2 separate regions of the Mus musculus genome follow, and region 1 is linked to region 2. The links are chromatin contacts, called in public promoter capture Hi-C maps. All regions are on one chromosome and are shown on one strand. Each heading gives the region's core, a stretch centred on a gene start, on an enhancer-like site or on the middle of the called end of the contact. The rest is flanking DNA. Distances are from core to core; before and after follow the strand shown. Region 1 overlaps Ube4a (ubiquitination factor E4A). Region 2 overlaps Treh (trehalase (brush-border membrane glycoprotein)).

The links. Capture Hi-C pulls out chosen DNA fragments and counts their contacts.
Region 1: a promoter capture Hi-C map of adipose tissue shows a contact between it and region 2. The contact joins two enhancer-like sites. A contact is called at or near these places in 9 of 39 promoter capture datasets (the 3T3-L1 cell line, the C10 cell line, HPC-7-derived erythroid cells and 5 more), 3 of 484 Hi-C or Micro-C datasets (Th1 cells, group 2 innate lymphoid cells and nephron progenitors) and 2 of 9 other capture datasets (adipose tissue and macrophages).

Annotation. Positions count from the first base shown.
Region 1 is chr9:44,944,995-44,950,750 of GRCm38.p6, reverse strand. It overlaps Ube4a (ubiquitination factor E4A), which reads left to right. Exons shown (of 21, transcript NM_001346698.1): 7 at 859-1,018; 8 at 1,767-1,969; 9 at 2,534-2,725; 10 at 4,234-4,567. Among named protein-coding and RNA genes, the nearest start is that of Ube4a, 18 kb to the left of the region's middle. Within about 2 kb of position 4,285, at least 17 of the 459 cell types and tissues checked have an H3K27ac peak or open chromatin away from gene starts, as enhancers often do. A contact at or near this core is called in adipose tissue, where this site is marked.
Region 2 is chr9:44,682,951-44,689,032 of GRCm38.p6, reverse strand. It overlaps Treh (trehalase (brush-border membrane glycoprotein)), which reads right to left. Exons shown (of 15, transcript NM_021481.3): 6 at 6,072-6,082; 7 at 5,868-5,984; 8 at 5,658-5,780; 9 at 5,412-5,461; 10 at 5,074-5,268; 11 at 4,308-4,525; 12 at 3,987-4,098; 13 at 3,652-3,764; 14 at 3,353-3,406; 15 at 2,728-3,157. The coding sequence ends at 3,017. Phldb1 (pleckstrin homology like domain, family B, member 1) reads left to right here. Exons shown (of 22, transcript NM_153537.4): 21 at 331-416; 22 at 1,335-2,725. The coding sequence ends at 1,475. Among named protein-coding and RNA genes, the nearest start is that of Treh, 13 kb to the right of the region's middle. Within about 2 kb of position 3,127, at least 48 of the 459 cell types and tissues checked have an H3K27ac peak or open chromatin away from gene starts, as enhancers often do. A contact at or near this core is called in adipose tissue, where this site is marked.

The DNA of each region.
Region 1 (5,756 bases), core at 3,036-5,535, 260 kb before region 2:
TTATCTTAAGTGATGTTAGCATGTGTGAGAGAGAGAGAGTTGGCTCAGTGTCTTTCATGCCATAATGTGTATTTTATGGTATATCTGGCACTATTAGGTTGCCAAAAGTCTTAGTCTCCTTTTTGTGGCATGGGGTCCATCTCTCTTTGCATCTAACTAATGTCTCCTGTTCTCTATACAAACTTCTCTAGAAATCACACCTTTAAAAAAGGAAAAAAAAAAAAAAAAATCAACCACAACAACAAAAAAGAAAACCAAACATCAGGTCAGCTGATGTAGTAGCACATGTCTGTAAATCTCTCAGCTGTGTGGTAGCACATGTCTGTGAATCATGAGGATTGCTACTCATGAGGCACAGACAAATGATTGCTACAAGTTCAGAGCTAGCCTGGTCTACATATTTACACAGTGAGTTCCAGGCCAGCCTACACTTTGTAGTGAGACCAAAATAAAACAACAGGAACCAAACAAATTCCAAATCTTCTAACATTTCCCATGAGGTGGAGATACTTAATTGGGCTTCAGGATTAGAAGTTTAGCATGTGAGCCTGAAAGCCAAACTACAAATCTGTCAGGAATTTTCAGTCCCCAAGAAATCAATACTGCCAAGTGGTGGCGGCACACACATTTTATCCCAGCACTCAGGAGGCAGAGGCAGGCAGATCTCTGAGTTTGAGGCCAGCCTGGTCTATAGAATGAGTTCCAGGACAGCCAGGACTATACAGACAGACCCTGTCTGGAAAAAACAAAAGAAAAGAAACCAATACGGTTTGGGATATGTTGTTTTTCTATCCTGTGTACTGTACCTACCCTTGCTCCATGTTATAAAAGCTATATGCTTTTCTCTCTTCGTTGCAGATTACCAAAGTTCCAGAAAACCTACTCCCCTTTGCAGTGCAGTGCAGAAACCTCACTGTGTCCAACACTCGAACAGTTCTCCTCACCCCAGAGATCTATGTTGACCAAAACATCCATGAGCAACTGGTAGATTTGATGTTGGAAGCTATTCAGGGAGCCCGTGAGTATAGAAGCAAGGTCTTTGACTATCTGAATTTAGAATACCAATTTAAAACTCCTCTAATGGCGGGCGTTAGAGGGTCTCAGAGTCACTATGATTCTGACAGAAGTTAAGGAGGGAAGCTTACACCTTGATCTTTAAGCCTCAATACTAGCAGAATTCTCAAAGATACCATAGAGGGCTGGAGAGACGACCCAGCAGTTAAGAGCACTTTTAGCTGCCCTTCCAGAGGACCCTAGTTCAGTTCTCATCACCTACATGAAGGCTCACAGCTGCATGTAACTTCAGTTCCAGGGGATCCACTGCACTCTTCTGGCCCCAAAGGCACTGCCTGCACTTGGTACATGCATGCAGGCAAAGCACCCATCCACATAAAATAAAAGTAAATAAATCTTGGGAGGCAGAGGCAGGCAGATTTCTGAGTTCGAGGCCAGCCTGGTCTACAGAGTGAGTTCCAGGACAGCCAGGGCTACACAGAGAAACCCTGTCTCGAAAAACAAAAACAAAACAACACAAAAAAGTAAATAAATCTCAAAGAACCATTGTTGGGAAGTGGGTATCTAGTTCGCTGGTCAGCAGTAGTGGAACATTGCCTAGCATTGAGCTGAGCAAGTCTTCAGTTCAGTCGCTGCATCACAGCAGAGACAGACAGACAGACAGACAGACAGACAGACAGACAGATAGCATGAAAGTGTAAATGCATAAAATCTGTCACAGCCTCCTTCTTTTCTCGTCTGTCTACTATTAGATTTTGAAGATGTAACTGAATTTTTAGAAGAGGTCATTGAAGCCTTGCTGTTGGATGAGGAGGTTCGAACATTTCCTGAAGTCATGATTCCAGTGTTTGATATTTTACTCAGCCGAATAAAAGATCTGGAACTCTGCCAGATCCTCCTGTATGCATATCTGGACATTCTTCTCTATTTCACTAGGCAGAAGGATATGGCCAAGGTAGGTCTCAAAGCATTGTATTCTCTTGGTGCTGGCATTTTAATAAGTTGATGCTTCCTGTCCTGAGGGCACTAGAACATTGCCTATAGAAAGCCAAGTGTGGTATTACACGCCTAGAATCCTAGCATTTGGGAAGTGGCAGATCAGTGTTATCCTCAGCTACACAGGGAAGTTGATGCCATTAGGCCAGGGCTGGTGAGCTGGTCCAGTGGGTAAAGGCCATAAAGTCTGAAGAGCTAAATTTGATCCCCAGAACCCATGTGGTGGAAGGAGAGGACCAACCCCTACATACAAGTTGTCTTCTGACCTCCACACTACACTCATGGTGTACGTATACACATACACACACACACACACACACACACACACACACACACACACTAAAGGAGTAGATAAATAAATAAATGTTTAAAAGTTTTCTGTAGTTTGAGGCCAGCCTGGATTCTACAAAACCTGGCCTTTAAAGGGGGTGGGGATTGTATAAGACTAAATTCTTTGAGACCCCTGCATCTTATCGCCTTTCTGTCATCATACAGTTGAGTAAATAGGATTTTCCTCCTGCAGGTGTTTTTAGAATACATTCAGCCCAAGGATCCCAGCAATGGGCAGATGTATCAGAAGACCTTGCTGGGAGTCATCCTGAATATCTCGTGCTTGTTAAAGACTCCGGGTGTGGTAGAGAACCATGGCTTCTTCCTGAATCCATCCCGTTCCAGTCCTCAGGAGATCAAAGTACAGGAGGCCAACATCCATCAGGTGGAACCGCCTCCCAGGGTGTCTGCCACAGCCCCTGCTTTGAGATGACCAAGGAGCCATGTAGGGATAAGGCTGCTTCATCCTGCCTAGGAAAGCTAATTAGTCTGGCTGGCGTTTGTCATAAGAACATAACAAAATTGCCCCCTGATTGAGGGTGTGGGGTGGCACATGCTTGTCATCCTAGCACTTAAGAAGTAAGAGTCAGGGGGTCATCCTGAGCTACATAGCCAGTACTAGGCAAACCTACACTATAGGAGAGAGGGTCTCAAAAATAATGGAAGGGGCGGGGGTGGGGGAGTGCACTTCTTTAATCCCAGCACTTGGGGGCAGAGGCAGGCGGATCTTTGAGTTCCAGGACAGCCAGGGCTACACAGAGAAACTCTGTCTCAAAAAAAAAAGGGGGGGGGGGCTTGCAGGGGGAGGCAGCAAAGAAATCAGCCTTGACACACACCTATTATAATCTCAGCAGACAGAGACAAAGGCAGGCTTAGTCTACATGGTGAGTTCCATGACATGTGGAAAAATCCTGTCTCAAAAAAAGAAAAGAACAGTGTCACTGTCTTCAGTCCTTCACTAAAAAGGGGATGATGGTTGGCGTGGGTGAGATCTGCCCAGTGTGACAGTGCTGCACACCCCTCAGTTCTTGCCCTTCTCGCCAAGACACTGTCGTCACTCAGCTCATAATCCTTATGACGAGAGCCATCTATCTTATAAATCTTCCCCTTCCTCCTCTTCATGCATAGGCCTCTTAACAGAATTTAGCAGTAGTCTGATGAAGAGGCATAGATGGCCAAACAGGGCACAGTTAAGTGTCCCGTTACTGTTAAGTCATCACGGTGCTGTCAAGCAGGTGTTTAGCAGACTACAACAGTGGCCAAACTAACTGCCCTTGGTGTGTGTTTGTTTCTTATAAAGAAGGATTTACTGGGCCCATGGAGCTGGCTCAGTGAGTAAAGATCTTATCATCCAGTCTGCTGCCTCGAGGCTGTTCCCCAGGGCCACACAGCAGAGAATCTGCTCCCATACGTGCTCATACATGCTTCCTAGTGTGTTACTCCCACATACAACTACACTGACACTGAATAAATGTAATATAAAAACTAAAAACACTTATTGACTATAGCCATGTCTATCTGTTCCATTTATGGCTCAGTATCATACTACAGTGGTAGAGGTGAGTAATGCTGTGACAACCATTTGAAAAATTGAGCCGAAGGATTTATCACCTAACACTGTACCAAAAATCCCTACTGTGAAACCTATTAAATCTGTGCAATATGGCAGCTGACCAGAAAAGGTCTCCTAAGTATCCAGTAATACATATAATATCTATGACGTGTAAATAAACATATATCAGAATCAGAAAATCAGGTACAAAAGGGGAAAAGGGAAAGGTTAAGATTAGCATTTATTTAAAAACCTGTATTTGCTGGGGCTTAGGAGTAAAAAAGAAAATACCAGGATTGTGAAATTGGAATGTTCTGTGGTTGTGTTTTCTGGCTAAACAGTTCATGGCTCAGTTCCATGAAAAGATCTACCAGATGCTGAAGAACTTGCTCCAGCTCTCTCCAGAAACCAAGCACTGTATCTTGTTCTGGCTTGGAAACTGTTTGCATGCAAATGCAGGCCGCACCAAGATCTGGGCCAATCAGATGCCCGAAATCTTCTTCCAAATGTATGCCTCGGATGCCTTCTTTCTGAATCTGGGTGCTGCCCTCCTGAAGCTGTGCCAGCCATTCTGCAAGCCCAGATCCTCCCGGCTCCTCACCTTTAACCCCACGTACTGTGTCCTCAAGGACTTGAATGATGAAGAACGAAAAATTAAAAGTGTGCATATGAGAGGTAGGTGGGGAACTGGGCTCTTCAAAACAGTGAGTGTGTCTCACCTCTGAAGCATTTGCTCCCTTGGCCTTTGAGAAAGTGCCCCTTGTTCAAAACAGATGAGAACAAGTTAAATAACATGGAATTTTGAAAAACAGCACCTGTTAGCTTTTAAATGTTAGGCCTTGTTGAGACCTTCCGTCTGATTCTGGCAACCTTGGATATTCATTTCCTCATCTTTTATAAAGTGCAGTCAGATACAGCTGCTATCCTTCTTGAACTCAGAGGTTCCAGAAGAGGGCAGACAGGTAGGTTATCAACATTTTCTGGACAACAGCAGTATGGTTGAACAACCAGTTCTGCAGAGCTGTCGTCTTCATGTCTCAACAGACAAGTCAGAGTTTACCAGGCAAAGGAGCAGGAGTGTAGAGACTAGCTGATGTAGAGGTGGCAGCCTGTGGAAGCAGCAGCACGCACTGACTTGACAGGCAGAGGCAGGTAGTCTTGGAGTTGGAGGCTATCTAGAAAAAAAAATCTATGGAAAGAATTGATTGAGGAATAGTGAGAAGTTCCTTGTAGTTAGAGCAAGGGACAGGATTGGGCTCTGAAGAGTGTGGGGTGGGAGGAAGAAAGCTGGCACCGGACTGGAGAAAACGTGAATATGGAGAAGTGAAAAGGAGTGGGCCCTGATCTGTCACTCAGAACAAATCTCTTGTTGGTTTTGACTGATTTCCTTCTAGGTTTGGGGGCATTTTTTTTAGCCTCTTATAAATTAACAAAACCAATATCTGCACAAAAATAATTTATCTTAAAACACTGAAAAGCAAAGAATAAGTTGAAATAGCCAAGTAATAGTAGCCCATGCCTTTAATCTCAGCCACCAAGACACAGAGACAGGTGAATCTTTGTGAGTTTGAGGCCTGGCTGGTTGACAGAGCAAGTTCCTTGAAAACCGGAGCTACACAGAGACTCTGTCTCGAAGGAAGGAAGGACGGACGGACGGACAGACAGAAAGAGGAAAATGTCCCATTGCCTATCACTTGGAAAGTATACAGTATTATCACTCAGTTTAGGTTTTTTGCTGATTTCATTGGTCCAGCAAAAGAGATTTAGCTGTTTCTGTAGATATCAGGAAGCCAGAAAGTGTTTTTAGACAAGGAAGTCATTGGAGATATGTTACAAGGAAGATATTGTAGAAATATGGAGGCTG
Region 2 (6,082 bases), core at 1,878-4,377:
CTCAGAACCTCTGGAAGAGCAGTCTGTGCTCTTAGCCACTGAGCCATCTCTCCAGCTCCCAGGTGCCTGTTTTAATCAATGAGGTCAGGTTATCCGTGTGAGCCTCACTAGCTCTGCGCCCAGCTGTCATGGTTCTAGCGATTCTGTCTTACGGTGGTCGATCACATCTCAGCAGAGTTGTGATTCGAATCATCCCTGCCGTCAGGCTCCCCTTTAGACTTGGAGTCCTGTAAGCCATTCCCCAGATGAGGACGTGAGCTCTGACTCAGACGCCGCCATGCTGGGATGCTGGGTCCGGCTCAGCCCATCCCTCCCCTCCTTTCTTTGCAGACAAACATGAGACGAAGCTGAAGGGGGTCATCTATTTCCAGGCCATCGAGGAAGTGTACTATGACCACCTGCGCAGCGCAGCCAAGGTGAGGCAGGGAGGACCAGAGTGTGGCTGCAGGAATACCACCAGGCAGGGGTGTCGTGAGCACAGAGGCTTCGAGCCCGTCCTCTGCCCCGACTCCGGCTCTGCTTCACACTCCCTCTCTTTACCGTTTGTCTCTTCCTTTCTTCCTCCTCCCCTCCCAGAAAAGGTTTTTCCACTTCACCATGGTGACTAAGGTACCCCCAACCCCACATGCCAGTAACCAGAGCTCCTCATATTAACAGTTCCTGTGCCTTTTGGCCCCTGACCGCTGACTCCCTCCATCCCTCTAACTTGTTCCAGGCCAGCGAGAAGAGCAAGAAGTGCCTGTTGAAAGAAGCGCACTTGTTGCCTTCCTCTCTGGCTAGGACAGCTGGTGTAGCCCCCAGGGCAGGGACAGTACAGATGGGAGCTACGGGGCGGCTGCGGGGAAGTGCAGACACTTGATTGGAGAGGGGCGATTGATAGAAGGTGACCTTGGAGGCTGAGCCAGCTCGCCATACGCAAATTGCCCTCTCTTGCCAGCCCTTAGACCTCACCTAACCCTGACCTATGCCCTCTGGGGTCTGGCCCACCATCCTACTGAAAGCCTTCTTCTGCCTCCTTTTGGCTTAGAGGAGAATCTGGTTCTCATTGGGACAGCCCTTGTGACAGATTCTTTTGTATTAACTTTGGAACTGAGGTATGCCCCTGTTGGAACTGAGAGGTATCCCCCTCTTGGGGTTGTGAGGGTTTAGAGAGCCTAGTACTGCCGTGTGTTAGAATGCAAACCTATGGACTCTTGGGGACCGGGGTCTGGCCTGTTTGAGACTCGGCCTTAAATTCAGGGCTACCTGGGGACTTTGAGGAGAAAGTGCAGATGAGTGAACAGAACGTTCTAGGCATGGAGTCTCATCTTAGCACTTCCTGTCTTGCCTTCCAGAGTCCGAATCCGGCCCTCACCTTCTGTGTGAAGACCCATGACCGGTTGTACTACATGGTGGCCCCGTCTGCAGAGGCCATGCGCATCTGGATGGATGTCATCGTCACGGGGGCCGAGGGCTACACTCAATTCATGAACTAACTACCCTGCACCTCCTGGGTTCCCCAGCTCAGCCCCAGGACTCCGTGCCCTGCCACCTGCCACTCTGCTTGTCCCTGGGGACAGTGGCACATTGGGCACGGGGCTGCAAAGGATCGGGATGTAGTTGAGTACCTCGGGGCTTTTGTGCAAGAAGACAAATTGTGTTATGAGGAGTTTGGTGCTTGGGAATTGAGCTCCAGTCCCTAAAGAGCCAGCAGAGAGGAAAGGAAGAGGGAGAGGCCTTGTCGGTCCTGGGAGTCCAGAAGTTCAGGTTCCCTCCTGGGTCCAGCAGGCTGAAGAGGCTGCTGAGCTGCGCTCTCGGCTCTGTCCCGGCACCCACCCACCCCAGCTTGTTTTCTCTTTGTAAAGGACAAACTATGGTACCAGAATCTGCCAAAGATCCCCTTCTCATCTCATCCCCTCTGCAGGGGCTGGGAGGGGTCCTGAGCAGAGCCACGTGCAGAGCTGGGGAGCGGCTCAGGCCCCAACCCCATCTGCCTCCTCCTCTTCTTCCTCTTCCTCCTCCTCCCACCTCCCACTTGTCACTACTCAGCTCAAGGACCAGAGACCTCAAGTGTCACTTTCGAGGTCCAGCCCCATCATCCTGTTACAAGCCCGTCATCCTTGTCTCCATGGTGACCGCTTCATCACCATGGTTACACACTAATTGCCATGGCCACTCTGTGGCTTTGCCCACTGCTTCTGGCTGTGGGCCACATGAGGGTACGTGCCATCATCTCTCCAACCCAGGCCTGGGGGCATGTCACATGGTGGGAGGAGATGGAATTCCTCCCGGCTGCAGTGTGTCTCCAGCCCCCAGCCCAGCCCCTCTCCCTTTTACTGTGCCTTGCTTAGAGCCAGAAGGGATGATGTCCTGGGATCCAAGACCAGAGGGACAGCATCACTGAGGGGAGAGGAAGCTGAGAGGTCTGCCCTCCCATTCTAACAGGACTAGTTCCCAGTGAGGAACAAGGGTAGCTCAGAGTGCCTGCAAAGAAGCCTGAGTTGGGGCTGGGGCGGGCAGAAGCAGAGGCCCTGAGCTGTGGTAATCTCCCTTCAGTTTCCCAAAGGTGATGGGAAAGGAGAACGGAGGATAAGTCTCCAGCTGGCTGGCCTCAGCCTTGCGCCTTAACACTAAGCCACCTTCCCTGCCCTCCCCAGCACTGGGCCCTTAGTTGCTGGGCCTGGTTGGGTGTTTTGCAGTATTTGTAAGCATTTCAGCAGAACAATAAAAGCATTTTGACTATGTACATGAGTGTGGAAGTCTGAGCTATATTTGGTACCCGATAGGATACTTTAGGTATCAGGATTCAGTTTCCGCCCTCGTGAAAATTACAACCTTGACCTCTTGGTCACTTCTTGGCTCAGAACACTGTGAAAATTACAGTCTTGACCTCTTGGTCACTTCTTGGCTCAGGACACTATGAGCAGGAAGGGGCGGGGTGGGGGTGGGGCTAGAAGGGAGGTAGAGCAAGGGTTTAATGAACCATGAGCTGGGGCCAGGGGAGAAAGCGCAGGCAGTGAGTCCATTCTTGTTCTTGTCACTGTAGCAGAAGACTGAGAAGAAGGGCAGCCACTAGGCAGTGGGGTCCCAGGGAAGCTAACTGGGTCCCTGAAGTCAACTGGTCACCATAGCGATCCAGAAGCATCAGGGCCAATCCGTTTGTCCAGCCAAATCCTTCCTGGAGAGAGGCCAGGACAGTAGGGCCAGATCACTGAGGCCCTCAAGCCCCGTTTGGGGGATCCCTTCTTCCCAGGGCTTCTGTCCCCAGGGGCACCAATGATTGCCATTCTGACTCTCTCCATAGGCCCACTTACTGGGACAGCAGATCCCAGGACTTGCCTGTAACTGGATCAGTTCACCCTAGCTTGCTCACCTGAACTTCATACTCCCCTCCTCCACCTGGATGTCCACCGTTGCTGATGTCATACTGGGGACAGACACAGGAGTTATAGATGGATACTGCCCCTAAGCCGGACCACCCTAGCTATAGAGTAACAGCCACTGAAGCAAAAGATGTGCCGAGCTGCTGCTCAGACCCCTGCAGTGCCCAAGAATGGCCACCAGGGGTCGCACTGTACCAGTTTGTTCCGTCTTAGGCCTGGCCAAGTCTGAAAGTCCCCATTTCAACCATGGAGTGAGACCCCCATGGCAGACATACCCCAGCCAGCTCACCTTCTCAAACATCGCTGACTTTTGGGAGTAGACTTTGAAGTTGGTTTTGATCCAATTCTGGGCCAGCTGGAAAGCCACCTCCTGAGTCCGGGGGGAAGCTGACTTGGCCAAACCTAGACCCCACCCCAGATAAGGCTTGAGTATTCAGAGACCCCATCCTGGGCAGGAAAGCTTTGGCCTTTGTCTCCCCAAGGCAAGAAGATCTAGGCCCTCAGATCTCCTTTCTGAACCTGTGGACCCCATGTTCTTAATCCCAGGCCTGGGGTTGGCGTGAAGGGGAGGAGGGAGGGTCTTCCAGACAAGTGAAATGGATCTATCAGCTGTCCCTTTCTTACCTCTAATGACCAGGTCCTGCAGTGGGGCCCAGGCATTGGGGAAGTCCCACTGCTGGCCTGTGTTACGAAGAGAGGTTGGGATTCCATATTGGTAGGTCAAGATCTTGCTGTCCTAGAAGGTTCCAGACATTGATGTGACTGTGAGCGATTGCTGAAGCAGGAGCCAAGGACTCAGCACCCTCAGGGAAGGCAGGTCTGTCCCTCCTTACCCTTCCCATCCTGCCTCACAGCCACTCCTAATGGCCTCAGTGAGACTTGCAGGGAAGGGAGGGTCCTGTCTCCAGGATGCCAGGCCGGCCCGCCTGCCCACTGTCCCCTCACCTCCAAGTACTTCAGAGCCTTGTCAGCAACACTAGGGTCTGAGAAGCAGCCAGCCCAAAGTGGGGAGAGGTTGGAGGGATAAAACTCCAGGTTCTTCTTCCCCTTTTCCAAGTCATAGTCAAACCAGGCACCCTTCTGCTCGTCCCACAGGACAGCTTCCATGGCGGCCAAGCGCTGGGCCCGCAGGTTCCTGTACTTTGTGGCCTCTGTGTCGTTCCCTGTGTGGTTCTGCCTTTAGTCTCAGCAGGAAGAGCACTGGGCACTGACTGCCTTTTGCTCCCTAGCTTTAGATGCCTTTATGTTGTCCCCTTCCATATGTGGTACCCATACAGACTAGGAATCCTAAGGATCAAAGACCATGATTCCCCAGTGCCCACTAGAATTCATGGCTCCTTGAACTAACATCCCTGCCCTGCTCCCTGGGACTTGCTGCTCCGTCTCCCGGGTCCACCATTCTGATGGCTCTTGCTCGGAGGAGGCTAATGAGAGCATCAGGGAATGGAGAGAGAGCTGATGTATGCACCGAGGTACCCTTCAAAAAGGACAGCAGTGTGAACGTGTGTGGTCCTATCATCCTCTCTCTCACTCTGTGTCTGTCTCCGTCTGTGTCTGTCTGTCTCTGTCTCTTGTCTCTCTCTATCTCTGTCTCTCTTCATGTCTCCATAGGAGTGAAGGCTTGAGCTGGCTGAGGAGACCTACCTCCAGTCCCATGGCCAGGCTGATGCAGGAGCCCACACTGGCCTGCCTCCTGACACAGGATGCTCACCTAGTCTGGAGTAGAAGTTACTCATCAGTTCCTCTGCTTGGCACAGGAACGCGTTCAGATCAGCGGGTACCATTTTGCTGGTTCGGATGCTGCTGAGCAAATCAGGGTCTGGGCCTCCAACAAGCCAGCGTGAAGAGAAGTCCCAGCCAGACTCAGCCCCAGCCTTGAGCTCAGCCCACAGAGTCTCTCGGTCCCCTGTGAGGACAAAACAGCAACCCCAGGCCGCAACTGACTTCAGGACAAAGCAGCCACAGATCAAAGCCAGACAGTCACAGAGGCTAAGCACCGCCACCCCGTCCGTCTGTCTGTCAGTCCTCCCTCCTCCTGTTCCTGCTTACCTTCTGGCACAGAGTTTGCCAATTCTGCGTCTTTCCTGTAGGACTCTGGCCTAGCCAAGAGAAGGACAACAGCCCAACATTGGGAGGTGCTAAGCCCCTCTGCCAGCCAGAAAGCTGGGTCATCTTGACTCAAAAGGTACCCTGACACCCGACACGCACAGGCTCTCAGGGTCTAAGTCACCCCTCCAGTTTGAGGTTGCAGAGATGCTCATGTCAGAGTGAGCTGATGGCAGGCCAGTTTCTCACCTGGGTCCCCCATAAGGGACATAGTAGCGATTTAAGACATAGCTTTGTCCTCCTGAGACTACAGAGACAGTCCTGTTCACAGTCCAGAAGTCCAGTTCAGAGGCTAGAGTCCCAATATTCTCCCTGGGTTGAAGCAAGCAACACCTCAGCCCGGGTACAAAGCCATTGCCCTTGGCCCTGGGAAGTCTCCAGCACTGGCAGGGTACCCACTGAAGGAAGGCGACATCCTTGGTATGAGCTACATATCGATCCATCATGAGAGTCAGGAGTGGGGGCTGGCTCCGTTGCAGGTAATATATGCGTCCACCGTTGGGGATATGTCCGTAGCTGCCAAGAGAGACTCTGTTTAGGTACCTCCTGGCCCAACAGCAAAGCAAAGGCAAGCCCAGCTCCCTGCCCAAGATCCCTTCTTACGTCTTCACCAG